Linked DNA regions of Mus musculus: region 2 is linked to region 1. Evidence: chromatin contacts called from public HiChIP or PLAC-seq data. All regions are on one chromosome and are shown on one strand. Each heading gives the region's core, a stretch centred on a gene start, on an enhancer-like site or on the middle of the called end of the contact. The rest is flanking DNA. Distances are from core to core; before and after follow the strand shown.

Region 1 (5,975 bases), core at 1,896-4,395:
GAGAGAGAGAGAGAGAGAGAGAGAGAGAGAGAGAGAGAGTATGAATTTGACTGTAACTACATGGGATTCCAAACCAGGATTTTCCAAGGAAGCCTACTCTGAATTCTTTTTATTTTGAAACAGGGTTGAATGTATCCCAGGCTGGTCACACTTGAGAACATGATTCTGATTGTGCATGGAATACACTATCCCAAAATGTGGCACTGCAGCACACACACACACACACACACACACACACACACACACACACACACACACACACACAATCTGTAGAATTGTGATCTCAGGAAACGGAGGAAACCACAGTAGTCAGAAGGTGAGTCTCTGCCCTTTCCCCTGCCTTCTCCTCTGATGAAAAAGGGCAGACCCTCATTCCAGAGGAGCTTCTCGCAGACCCAGAGGCCAAGAAGAACCAGCACACACAGCTTTAAGTCTGTGCTTGTCTCATTTGTGACTTCCTACAGCATGGGCTTTTGTCCCTTACTGGGACTTCTGCATGCTGTCCACGAAAACATAATTTTCCCTAGTTTTTATTCTGAAGGCTCTAGGTCATATAGCAGTTAGATTAAATATATTTACATTCTCTTGTTTTTTTTCTAAACCATACCATCTCTGTAATATTTTATTACTATTTTATGTGTAGGTATCTTGCCTCCGTGTATGTCTCTGGATCGTGTAAGTGCTGGGAATTGAACCATGATCCTCTAGAAGAATTGCCAGTGTTCTTAACTGCGGAGCCCATCTCTCCAGCCTCTGCTTTTGTTATGTTAATTTACCTTTTTGCAGTAGACTCTGGGCTGCAAGCTTTGCAGTACACAAGTGTGTTAGTTAGTTTGATGCCAACTTGACACAAGTTAGAGTTATCTGAGAAGAAAGATTCTCAGTCGAGAAAATGCCTCCATAGACTGGCCTGTAGGCAAGTCTGTTGGAGTATATTGCCTTGATTAATAATTGATGTGAGAGAGGAGGACATCCCCAGGCACGCCACCACTGGGCAGGTGGTCATGACCTGTTCTAAGAAAACAGCTGAAGGGCTAGAGAGATAGGTAAGTGGTAAGAGCCCTGGCTGGGCTTCCAGAGAACCCAGGCTTAAGTCCCAGGGCTCATCTCATAACCACCTGCAACTCCAGTTGCCAGGCACCAGGCAAGCACACAGTGCACAGACATACATGCACGCAGACAAAACACCCATACACAGAAAATGAATAATAAATAAATAAATAATATTTTTAAAAAGAAAGAAATCAGGCTGAGCAAGCACAAAGAGCTAGCTGGTACCAGCACCCCTGAGAGGCCCCCAGGTCCTGCCCTGACTTCCCCCAGTGATGGAGTGTGACCTGGGAATTGTAAGTTGAAATGCAGCTTTACGCTGGTGTTTCTCTGTTGATTAGGTATTCTGATACAGAGATATGCCCCCCGCCCCCCGTGTATAGAGTTTCTCTTGTCTAGCTGTGAATTTCTCTTACAAAAGGGTCCTTTTCTTGTCCACCTGTGCCTGCTGTTCCCCAAAATAATAACAACAAGGTAATCCTTGTGCCAAAGAGGTCTGTTTGGGATAGCATCCCCTGGAGTGATATGTCCTGCAGCCTGTTTATCTGTATTGAAACTTCACTCCACAAGCTTGTCATCTAGGGACTATTTTCAAGATTGGGGACAGTGAAACTGAGAACATAACAGATTTTCCCAGAACGTAACAGATTTCCCTGTGGTAAATAGATCAGGGTTCCAATTTATCACGCCTCTCAGCAACTGACTAGTACATCCACTCTTTTCACTTGTGATTCAAGACTCAGCCATGACTCTTGGTTTGGTCAATCGGCTAGTTAAGTACATGCACAGACGAGACTGCATCTCTCAGTGTCTCTGTTAGCACCACAGAAAGGTAGGCCTTGGCTGGCCTGCTGGTCTTCAGCACACTAGCTCTTTTGGCCACGATTAGTAGAGCTCAGGTCAGGTTTAGAGGGTGCGACCTGGGGTCAAGTGAGATGAATCCTTTTGTACACTGGGGGTTTGCAGTTGCTAGCCTTTATGTCCTGAGTGATGGGGCTGGGATTTGAACTGAGGTTTGTGTGATACGCACTCTTGTGCTGTACACCAGTGCCTTGTGGGAGATGTGTGCGAAGGCAGCACATAGCTCTCTGGCTTCCATCCTTGCCTGTGCTGTGTTTCGTGACTTCTGTGTGTAACCCACCTGAAGAACATTGATACTGGAGTCTGACGTGGGGGGGGGGGTGATTGGCAGTGGGGCAGGCTACTCAGCATTTGTTTTCCTGGATGAGCAATGCATTAAAGCCCAGTCTATATTTTTAAATCACTCAAGCAGGTCTATGGTAGGCTTCAGAAGTAAGAGTGGTTTTTCACAGTTATTTATTTGTATAGCACAGCATGTGGAAGTCAGAGGATAATTTTCAAAAGTTGATTTCTCTCCTTCCATCATGAGAGCTCTAGGGATGGAACTCAGGTTGTTAGGCCTGGGGGCAAGCGTTTCAACCCCCTGGGCCATCTCACTGGCTGGGCTTTTGTTTCTTACAGCTTTATAGTTCCTCCCTGGTGATGCCCTTATCTCTGTTGCTTGAGGTTGGGTCTCACTTCCTGTTGAGTCATTTTGGATCTTATCTTGGACAAGTGAGTATGGGGGTGACTCTGTGAGTATGGTGGTGACTCTGGAGATTCTACCGCACTGCTCTGATGAGTTTCTGTCTTTGTCTCACCAGACCACAAGCTCGGGTTCAAACTGCACCCTGTCGTGGATAGCGGCTCAGATCTTGGTCTATTTCTTTCGCTGCCAAATGCTTTCAGTCTAACTGAAGTTTGTTTGGTTCAAGCCAGAAGCTTAGACTAAGTGTGTACAAAGAATTTGGGATTTCCCCTCTGTTGGCTTCTCTTTTCTGTGGTTCCCCTCTATTCTCCAGTGGTGACTGTTGCTCCAGGTTCCTTCCTTTGGGCCACTGTCCAGAAATACCACATAGTTTCTACTAAGGTTTTAACGAATTATATCTACCCTCAATGGCAGCTTTAATTGATGTCACATTACTAGAGATTTTTAAGGTCAAAGCCTGGATCCCGGTTACCCCAACAAGCTCTCAAGACACCCGGCTAAAGAGGCAAGCCATTCAACAAAGCAGAGCTCATGGAGGCTCACAGAGACTGAAGCAGCGATCGTGGAGCTTGCGTGGCTCTTCTGCACTAGGTCCTCTACATATATGATACGTGGCTGTTAGCTCGGTGTTGTTGTGGGACCCCTAGCAATGGGAGTGGGGTGTCTCTGACACTCTCATCTCTCACTCTTGGGACCCTTTCCTCCTATTGGGCTGTCTCACCCAGCCCTTACATGAGGGGTCATGCCTGGACTTACTGTGTCTTTTAGGCCATGTTCAGAGGATATTCCAGGAGGTCTGCTCTTTCCTAAAGAGAACTAGAAGAGGAGTGGAGTTAGGGGAGAGGGGAGGTGGAGTTAGGGAGAGAGGAAGGAGTGGAGAGAAGGGAAACTGTGGTCGGGATGTATTGAAAGCAAAACAGAGAGAGAGAGAGAGAGAGAGAGAGAGAGAGAGAGAGAGAGAGAGAGAGAGAGAGAGAGAGAGAGTCATAATGAAAAGCAGAGAAAAGCTGGACGTGGTGGCGCACGCCTTTAATCCCAGCACTCAGGAGGCAGAGGCAGGCGAATTTCTGAGTTCGAGGCCAGCCTGGTCTACAAAGTGAGTTCCAGGACAGCCAGGGCTATACAGAGAGACCCTGTCTCGAAACCCCCCCCCCCCCCCCACAAAAAAAAAAACCAACAACAACCTACTCTCTTAGTTAGGTTTTTACTGCTGTAAAGAGACACCATGACAGGGCAACTCTTATAAAGAACATTTAATTAGGGTTTAATTGAATTAGGGCTGGCTTACTGGTTCTAAGTTTCCATTATCATCATGACATGAAGCATGGCAGCATCCAGGCAGGCATGGTGCTGGAGGAGCTGAGAGTTCTACATCTTGTTCTGAAGGCAAACAGAAGACTGGCTCCCACGTCGCTAGGAGGAGGGTCTCCAAGCCTACCCGCACCGTGGCACACTTTCTCCAACAATACCACACCCACTCTAACAAGGCCACACCACCTAATACTGCCACTCCCTAGGCCAAACATATTCAAGCCACCACACCTGCCAAGTCGTCCTAACTCAGGGTTTCCCCTTTTCCCTTTATGAACTGTCATTTACCTATGGGCTACTTCTGTCTCCTCTTTAGCCAGAGGCAGTCATTTGGCCCTCTGGGGCAAATACCCCTTCCCTCCTCTCCCTTGTTCTTTTCCCCTTCTCCCTTATTCTCTATCTCATGTCCTTGTCTCTTATTCCCTGCCCTCTGTCCCTCTGAGGTAAATAAATCTCCTTTGTGCTGAGGACTTGGTCTCGGTGTTCCTGTGCTGACTCCGATCCTTTCACTGTTTGCATGTTGTCCAGCTGTGATCTTGCGCGCGCTTGACTGGCCAGGAAGAACGACGCTGCAACAGGATCCTTCCGCACACGTTTATTGGGAGAGCTTGATTGCAGAGGCAAAGAGACCCCAAGCCCAGAACTGGTGCTGCTTATATATGCCTAGGAGAGGCGTGTCTCACATCTGATTGGTTAACTTGTCTCTCATCTGATTGGTTAACTTTGGTTAATTCTCAAAACCTCATCTTGGCAAAAGAACCTTTACTGCCTGTGTATGTGTGGTGGCCAGCAGTAGCCAACTGCCACTCTGTAACTGCCACTCTGTAACTGCCACTCTGTAACTGCCCCTCTGTAACTGCCACTCTGTAACTGCCACTCTGTAACTGCCACTCTGCAATGGCTTCCCACACTGTGAGCCTCTGTTTTAATTACCATCTACTTCCAGAAGCCTCTCTGAGGAGTTGAGTGGCGCGCTAATCTATGGCTATAGCAATATGTCATTAGGGCTCGTTTTATGACTATGTTTATTTAACAGAGTAGTAGTAGTAGTAGGTTTTTCCCATGGCCTATCTTGTCTCAGGTCCTTAGCCTCAGAGCCAGAAGAGGGGAAGCTCCCAGATGAGTATCAATTCGATTTCTCCACGTTCTGTAATGTAAGGATGTGGTATCCTCAGCCATGGTGCCTTAGTGTTGTAAAGAATAACCAAGCTTGTAATGTTGGGGGAGTCTATGGGACTCCTAGGGCAAACTACTCAAAAAGATGTAACCCATTCCTGCCACTGCTGCCACTGGGGTTTTTAGTTTGGTAGCATGTGATGCCTCGTTGGGGTATTATCTCTCCTATTACACGGTATCTTCACTTACAACTCTTTATATATATGTATTTATTTTAGGAAGATACTACGGCAGTGATTTTCATGTGGGCTTTCAAAAGGTCTTTAGTGTTAGTTTTCCCTGATGTTAAGATAAAAGCATGACGAAATAGGAAACAAGACTTTAAATTACTGTCATTAATTTTTTCCAATTTTTATTAGGTATTTACTTCATTTACATTTCAAATGCTATCCTGAAAGTCCCCTATACCCTCCCACCACCCCCTCCCCTACCCACCCACTCCCACTTCTTGGTCCTGGTGTTTCCCCTGTACTGAGGCATATAAAGTTTGCAAGATCAAGGGGCCTCTCTTCCCAATGATGACCGACTAGGCCATCTTCTGCTACATATGCAGCTAGAGACACAAGCTCTGTGGGTACTGGTTAGTTCATATTGTTGTTCCACCTATAGGGTTGCAGACCCCTTCAGCTCCTTGGGTACTTTCTCTAGCTCCTCCATTGGGGGCCCTGTGTTCCATCCAATAGCTGACTGTGAGCATCCACTTCTGTGTTTGCCAGGCACTGGCATAGCCTCACAAGAGACAGCTATATCAGGGTCCTTTCAGCAAAATCTCGCTGGCATATGCAATAATGTCTGCATTTGGTGGCTGATTATAGGATGGACCCCCGGTTGGATTAGTCTCTGGATGGTCCATCTTTTCGTCTCAACTCCAAACTTTGTCTCTGTATTT
Region 2 (6,186 bases), core at 165-2,664, 110 kb after region 1:
TGTGTCACCTTATTTCACCTCACGGGACGTTCTATCACTGTCCATGCCATCAATAGGCTAAGGTCTCCTTGAGGGACCAATGAGGTTTTATTCCACTGCCTGTGCTCTGACAAACAGAGGATGAGCAGGAAGTTAGGCTGAACTGAACTGCCATGGGAAATGAAGTCCATGAGGACCTAAGAGCCCAAAGACACACATTCTTGATGTGTGAGTGTGACTCTCCATCAACCCAGAAAGCTCATCAGAAAGACTAGCTTGTGTGCAGCAGGGAACACAGAACACAAGACCTGGGCGATGAGGCTGAGGACAGAAAGTGTAGCAGAGGGGTGGGTGCAGTCTGTGCACTGGGAAAAGAGGACCAATGAGGGAGGATAAACTTGTGCTCTGTGAAATGACTGTGAAGCAACCCAGGGCACTGCTCTGTCTTTTCCAGCTTTTAACTTGGAAGCACTGAGGAGACCTGGCTCCCTTGTTTTTTACTCTTTGTTTTCTGTTTCTGAGAGGGGCATGTTGCAGTGTGAGGTCTAGGGTAAGCAGGTGAGTCAGGATAATTGAGCTAAAGGTGAGCGAGATCTTGGGTCCACCATCCAGTTTCCTTCATTTGCCTTACTTTGAGTTTGACTGTCCCCCGACCCCCAGTCTTGGTAGACTGCATCTTCTACACAGGTCCCCAGCAGCTAGGAACATGAGAAATGTTCCTAGGGACTGGCTGGGAAACACCCATATGCTTAGGTTGGCTACACATTTTGTCTGCAGCAAACACTATCACTAGGTATCAATCCTTATTTATACTAGAACATTCATTGGGTCTTTCAAACTTTCAAACTGTTTCTCTTATTCCAATAAAATGTCCTGAAATCTCTATTTTTTCCTCTCCTGTCCTTGTTCTAGATAGGCTAAACCAACTCTTCTGAATGATGCTGATTGAATGGTATTTCTGTGTGTGGAAGAGTCTGGAGTGGTCAATATCTTCTCTCTTGTGGTCACACCCTATGTTTGTTCTGGAAATCACAGCCACCTGGAAAGATTGACTTGAAGGCTCCACTGCCTGGAGGTGCCGACCCCCAAGTGAAGTGACTTCTTATCCACAAGCCTTTGTGGCAGGTGTGAACATTGCATCCTTCCTCTCGGGTTCACAACCCCCCTTCTCTGCCCCAGTCACTATCTTTGGTGTACCACTTCCCCCTCCAACATGCACCCCACTTCTCCACTCCATCTCCCTCCTTTCTCTTCCGTGATGTCACTGCTGGGGGGAAGACAGTCTGTCAGGAACTCCTCACTTTCAGCCAACTTCAGTTTCTTTCTCGATGCCATGACATCATCTTTACTCATGAGATTCCGTTTTCCTTCCTGCAACCCCAACCCTTGTCTTAGGCCCCAGAGTCCCTATAAAGAGGGGTTCCCAACTCAGATCAGCACAGCACTCGGCCAGCTTCTGAAGCTTCTGGGCCCTGCAGTCCCAGCTCTGTGCAAACCTAACCCCGAGCAACACCATGAAGCTCTGCGTGTCTGCCCTCTCTCTCCTCTTGCTCGTGGCTGCCTTCTGTGCTCCAGGGTTCTCAGCACCAAGTAAGTTGACTCTTCCAGCTGCTTCCAGCCCCCACCTAGTCCAGTCTTCCAACTGGGGTCAGCTCAATAGTCAGGCTTGGGCAGGGGAACCAGAGGGAGCTGGGAAGATTCCCAAGTCTGTTGTTAAACATGGAATCTTCCAGACAGCCATTAATCCTTAAGCTCCCAAAAGAGGGAATCCTTCACAGCCAATGGTCAGATATTGAATCAGCTTTCTCTCTGGTTTAAACTTGTTTGTCTTTATGCCTTGATTTCCCCACCTTTAATATGAAGCAATTGAGAGGTGTTCTGAGTTTTGATCTAGTTTCAATCTTCTAGATTTCTTTCCCCTTCTTCTTAGAGAAGTATCTAGTTAGAGTAGAAATATCATTCTGGGCTGGAGAGATGGCTCAATGGTTAAGAGCACTGACTGCTCTTCCAGAGGACCTGAGTTCAATTCCCAGCAACCACATGGTGGCTCACAACCATCTGTAATAGGATCCGACGCACTCTTCTACTGTGTGTCTGAAGATAGCTGCAGTGCACTCATATAAATAAATAAAAGTTTATTAATCAATTAGTTAATTAATTAAAAAGAAAAAGAAGTCTCATTCTGGGTGGATGACCATAGATTTCAGGGACCATGTTTTGGGTTCCAGTAGTCCATAAGAATGCTCAATGAAGATTTATAATGAACAGTGCCTGGTACAGTTTTGACCTTACCCTCACTTTTCCTTCCAGTGGGCTCTGACCCTCCCACTTCCTGCTGTTTCTCTTACACCTCCCGGCAGCTTCACAGAAGCTTTGTGATGGATTACTATGAGACCAGCAGTCTTTGCTCCAAGCCAGCTGTGGTGTAAGTACACATTGGGATGAGGGCAAGATTCGAAAAGGGCCAGGTTCAGGTGAAAATGTTATCTAACTGACGGGGGTCAATTCTAAGGGTTGAAGCTCTGCCAAAGAACAGTGAGGTCATGGGGTTCTGGTGGCTGCTGGATGGGCAGTAAAGTGTGGAGTCAGGAATGGCTTTTGGGGAGGAAGTTGCTACACGCTACGGAACTAGAAAACAGAAGATGACGCATACATACTATTTAGATAGATTGCTTAAACTATGTTAGAAGAGCATGTAGAAAGGGCATTTGAAAAATTGGGAGACATATTCATATTGATTATCAAGCCTGTTGTTTTCTAATATAGGGAACCCCTGAGGCTGCAGCTACACCTATGGGTCAGAGTTATAGGGGGTCTAATGTAGGGTCATCCAGAAAGGATGATGTACTATGGCTACCCATACAAACAATGGTCAAGCAGAACATGATTTCCAAGTCTGCTGTTAAATAGAGTCTATCAGACAGTCATTAGTCCTTAAGCGTCTGTTTCCTTAAGAATTAACAGCCAATAGAGGGAGATGGTGGACTGGAAGTCAGATATTGAATGAGCTTTCTCTCTGGTTTAAATGTGTTTGTCTCTATGGCTTGATTTCAAAGGCATAGGCATATGTCTTGAGGCAAAGGACAGTGGTAGATGTCCTCTAAGGTCCCATGGGGTTCTCATCTGTGCTCTCTTTCTTTTACAGATTCCTGACCAAAAGAGGCAGACAGATCTGTGCTAACCCCAGTGAGCCCTGGGTCACTGAGTACATGAGTGACTTGGAGTTGAACTGAGCAGCTCCAGCGGCAGGGCAGGAGGAGCCACTTCAGGAGAGGCCTCCTCAGCCCTGATGCTTCTCACTGAGAAGCGTCCTTGCTCCTCACGTTCAGATTTCCTGCCCCTCTTCTTAATTTAAATCTCTGTGTAGACTTTGTTTTGTTTTTTTGGGGGAGTATTATTTCTATTATTTATGTTTTAGTTATAGGACGCGTGTCTCCCATGGAGATGGTCCACCATTGCTGTTTCTCTGCTATTGTGGATATGACTGTGAAATTGATTTCATGCATTTTCATAATAAATCTTTCTTTAAGATATAGTTGTGATTTTGCCTTGATTCTGATTTAGGTTGAAACCACCTGGTGCTATTAGGTATAAACCACAGTTACTGAGTAAATGCTGAGACCCTTACAAGTGCTCTTGGCTATGTGCTCTCAAAAATTCTGCCAAACCTGATAGGTGGAACAACAATATGAACTAACCAGTACCTCCAGAACTCGAGTCTCTCACTGCATAGGTTGCAGAAGATGGCCTGGTCAGCCATCATTGGGAGTAGAGGCCCCTTGGTCTTGTAAAGTATACCCCAGTAAAGGGGAATGCCAGGGCCAAGAAGTGGGAGTGGGTGGGTAGGGGAGCAAGGTGGAGGGAGGGTACAGGGAACTTTCAGGATAACATTTGAAATGTAAATAAAGAAAATATCTAATAAAAGTAAAAAATAAAAAAAAATAAATGAAAATAATAATATTCAAAAAAGAGAAAAATATTCTGTCAATACTTCTAATGAAAATGGTATTTTATTTATTTATTTTTTTAATCATTTTATTCATTTACATTTCAAATTATATCTGCCTTCCTGATAACACCTCCACAACCCCATCATCCCATCCCCCATCTCCCTTCTCCCCTTTGCCTCTATGAGGGTGCTCCTCCACCCACTTACCCACTTCCACCATACCATTCTAGCATCCCCCTTTGCTGGGGCATCAAGCCACCAGAGGACTAAGGGCCTCCCCTCCTACGGATGCCAGATAAGGCCATCCTCTGCTACATATGTATCTGGAGCCATGGATCCCTCCAAGTATATTCTTTGGTTGGTGGTTTAGTCTCTGGGAGCTCTGCGTAGTCTGGTTAGTTGATATTGTTTTTCCTGTGGGGTTGCAAACCCCTTCAGCACCTTCAGTCTTCCCTTAGCTCTTCTGTATGAAGTGGGCGCTGGTGCCCACAGTTTTACAAAGGAAGAAACAGAGACACAGAGAGAAGGGATTTTCTGAGGCTTGTAAATTTGATTTGGAAAGCATTGTGAAAGAGTAATCTAGAGGGACCATGTTGATCCTAAGGGTTATCAGGCTGACATTCCGAGTTGGGGGTGGGTCTGTGATTAGGGGCTACAGTGTAATACGGAGGGAAGGGGATGTGGTGCATCCAGAAAGAGGACAAGGTTTTCTGAAGTTCATCTTAGTCATGGGTCACCAATCTAAACCATAAAGCAAATGGGATGACAGAAGCCAGAGTGTCCGGTTTGGCTGTAAAATATCAATGGCCTAAGCTATGACTACTTTATAAGTCTTAGTCATCACTTACTTTACATAGGCCAGAGAGAATAGTAGAATTGAATGAATCATAGGTCTGATTGACAGTTCATAGACTTGAAGTGTGTTGAAGCTGAGAAAGAAGCCCTTAGGCTGTCTGGTCTAACTCTTGTTTTGTGGAAAAAGAAACTAAAGACTGGGAAATACTTGACAAAGGCCAGTCAGTGTGTGACACTGCAGCCAATGTCAACCCACAGTCAGTACCCTGTACTGGGCTTCTTTCCTGGTGAAACACTTGTGTGGTCCCCAAAGGGAGGTCTCCCCAAGTAACACAGACAAGGAGAAGACAGCCCAGAGAGCCATTTCAGCCTTGCCTTTTGTATAAAAGTGAAACCGAACCTTCATCTTGGAGCCAACAATCACAATTCCCTTCCTTATCCTACCTTCAGCCACTCCTAGCATCCCAGCTACTCCATGGAAACAGATCTAAAGCAGGTCTGACAGGCTAGCAACAAACAACTTTTAGTTTCTGGTTTCTTCTGTCTGTATTTGAGATGTCCGATACATTAGCCACTGATCAGCTGTCTTCTTAAATTTCAATAAAATGCAACAGAAAAAAATTAAATTCAGCTTCTTCATCACATCATTCACATGTGCTGATGGCTACTGTGTTAGAAAGTACTATGCAGAACCTGTGCAGCACCTACCTCTCGTCATAGAAAGTTCCATTGCATGGCACCTTTTTGAAAGTAGCGATCAGAGAAACAAGGGTAGTGGAGAAGGTTATAGTACAGATTCAGAGATGTGCAACTCCATTCTGAGTGGATGGTACTGGAGAAAAATGGATGGTCCTTGGAATTGAGACAAGGTACAGAGTATTGAACAGTGGCTTCCTGATGTGACCACACTCTAATCTCCAGAACCAGTCATTGTCACCACACATGGTGTCTTAGTTAGGGTTTCATTGCTGTGAAGAGACATCATGACTAAGGCAACTTTTGAAAGGGACAACATTTAAGTGGGGCTGGCTTACAGGTTCAGAGGTTCAGTCCATTAATATCAAGGTGGGAGAACGGCAGCATCTAGGCAGGCATGGCACTGGAGGAACTCAAGAGTTCTACATCTTATTCCAAAGGCAAACAGGAGAAGATTGGCTTTCATGTGGCTAGAAGGAGGGTTTCAAAGCTCATCCCAACAATGACACACTTCCTCCAACAAAGCTACACCTACTCTATCAAGGCCACACCACCTAATAGTGCCATTCCCTAAACCAAGCATATTGAAACCACCAGACATGGAAAACGGGACTTTGCAGATAGGATTAAATTAAGGCTCCTAGGATAAAGAGTTTACCTTGACTACTCAGGCCCTGAATGTAGCCATGCATCCTGGTAAGGGGGGTGGGGCAGAAAGATATTGGAATGACAGGAAAGAATGCATCGATGCAACAACTGAAGGAAAT

Evidence for each region. HiChIP or PLAC-seq counts read pairs in DNA pulled down with a chosen protein or histone mark.
Region 2: an H3K27ac HiChIP or PLAC-seq map of microglia shows a contact between it and region 1, with 4 times the contacts expected there. The contact joins the promoter of Ccl4 here to the enhancer-like site in region 1. A contact is called at or near these places in 12 of 39 promoter capture datasets (the C10 cell line, the HPC-7 cell line, cranial neural crest and 8 more), 6 of 484 Hi-C or Micro-C datasets (CD8 T cells, the G1E-ER4 cell line, bone marrow-derived macrophages and 2 more), 6 of 115 datasets of contacts at active chromatin or transcription factors (the HPC-7 cell line, acute myeloid leukemia, bone marrow-derived macrophages and 3 more) and 3 of 9 other capture datasets (adipose tissue, embryonic stem cells and liver).

What each region holds. Positions count from the first base shown.
Region 1 is chr11:83,547,681-83,553,655 of GRCm38.p6, forward strand. No RefSeq gene overlaps it. Among named protein-coding and RNA genes, the nearest start is that of Ccl5, 20 kb to the left of the region's middle. Within about 2 kb of position 3,146, at least 95 of the 459 cell types and tissues checked have an H3K27ac peak or open chromatin away from gene starts, as enhancers often do. A contact at or near this core is called in CD8 T cells, the G1E-ER4 cell line, the HPC-7 cell line and 6 more, where this site is marked.
Region 2 is chr11:83,661,170-83,667,355 of GRCm38.p6, forward strand. Ccl4 (chemokine (C-C motif) ligand 4) reads left to right here and starts at 1,415. Exons shown (of 3, transcript NM_013652.2): 1 at 1,415-1,569; 2 at 2,290-2,404; 3 at 3,125-3,514. The coding sequence starts at 1,494. The coding sequence ends at 3,212.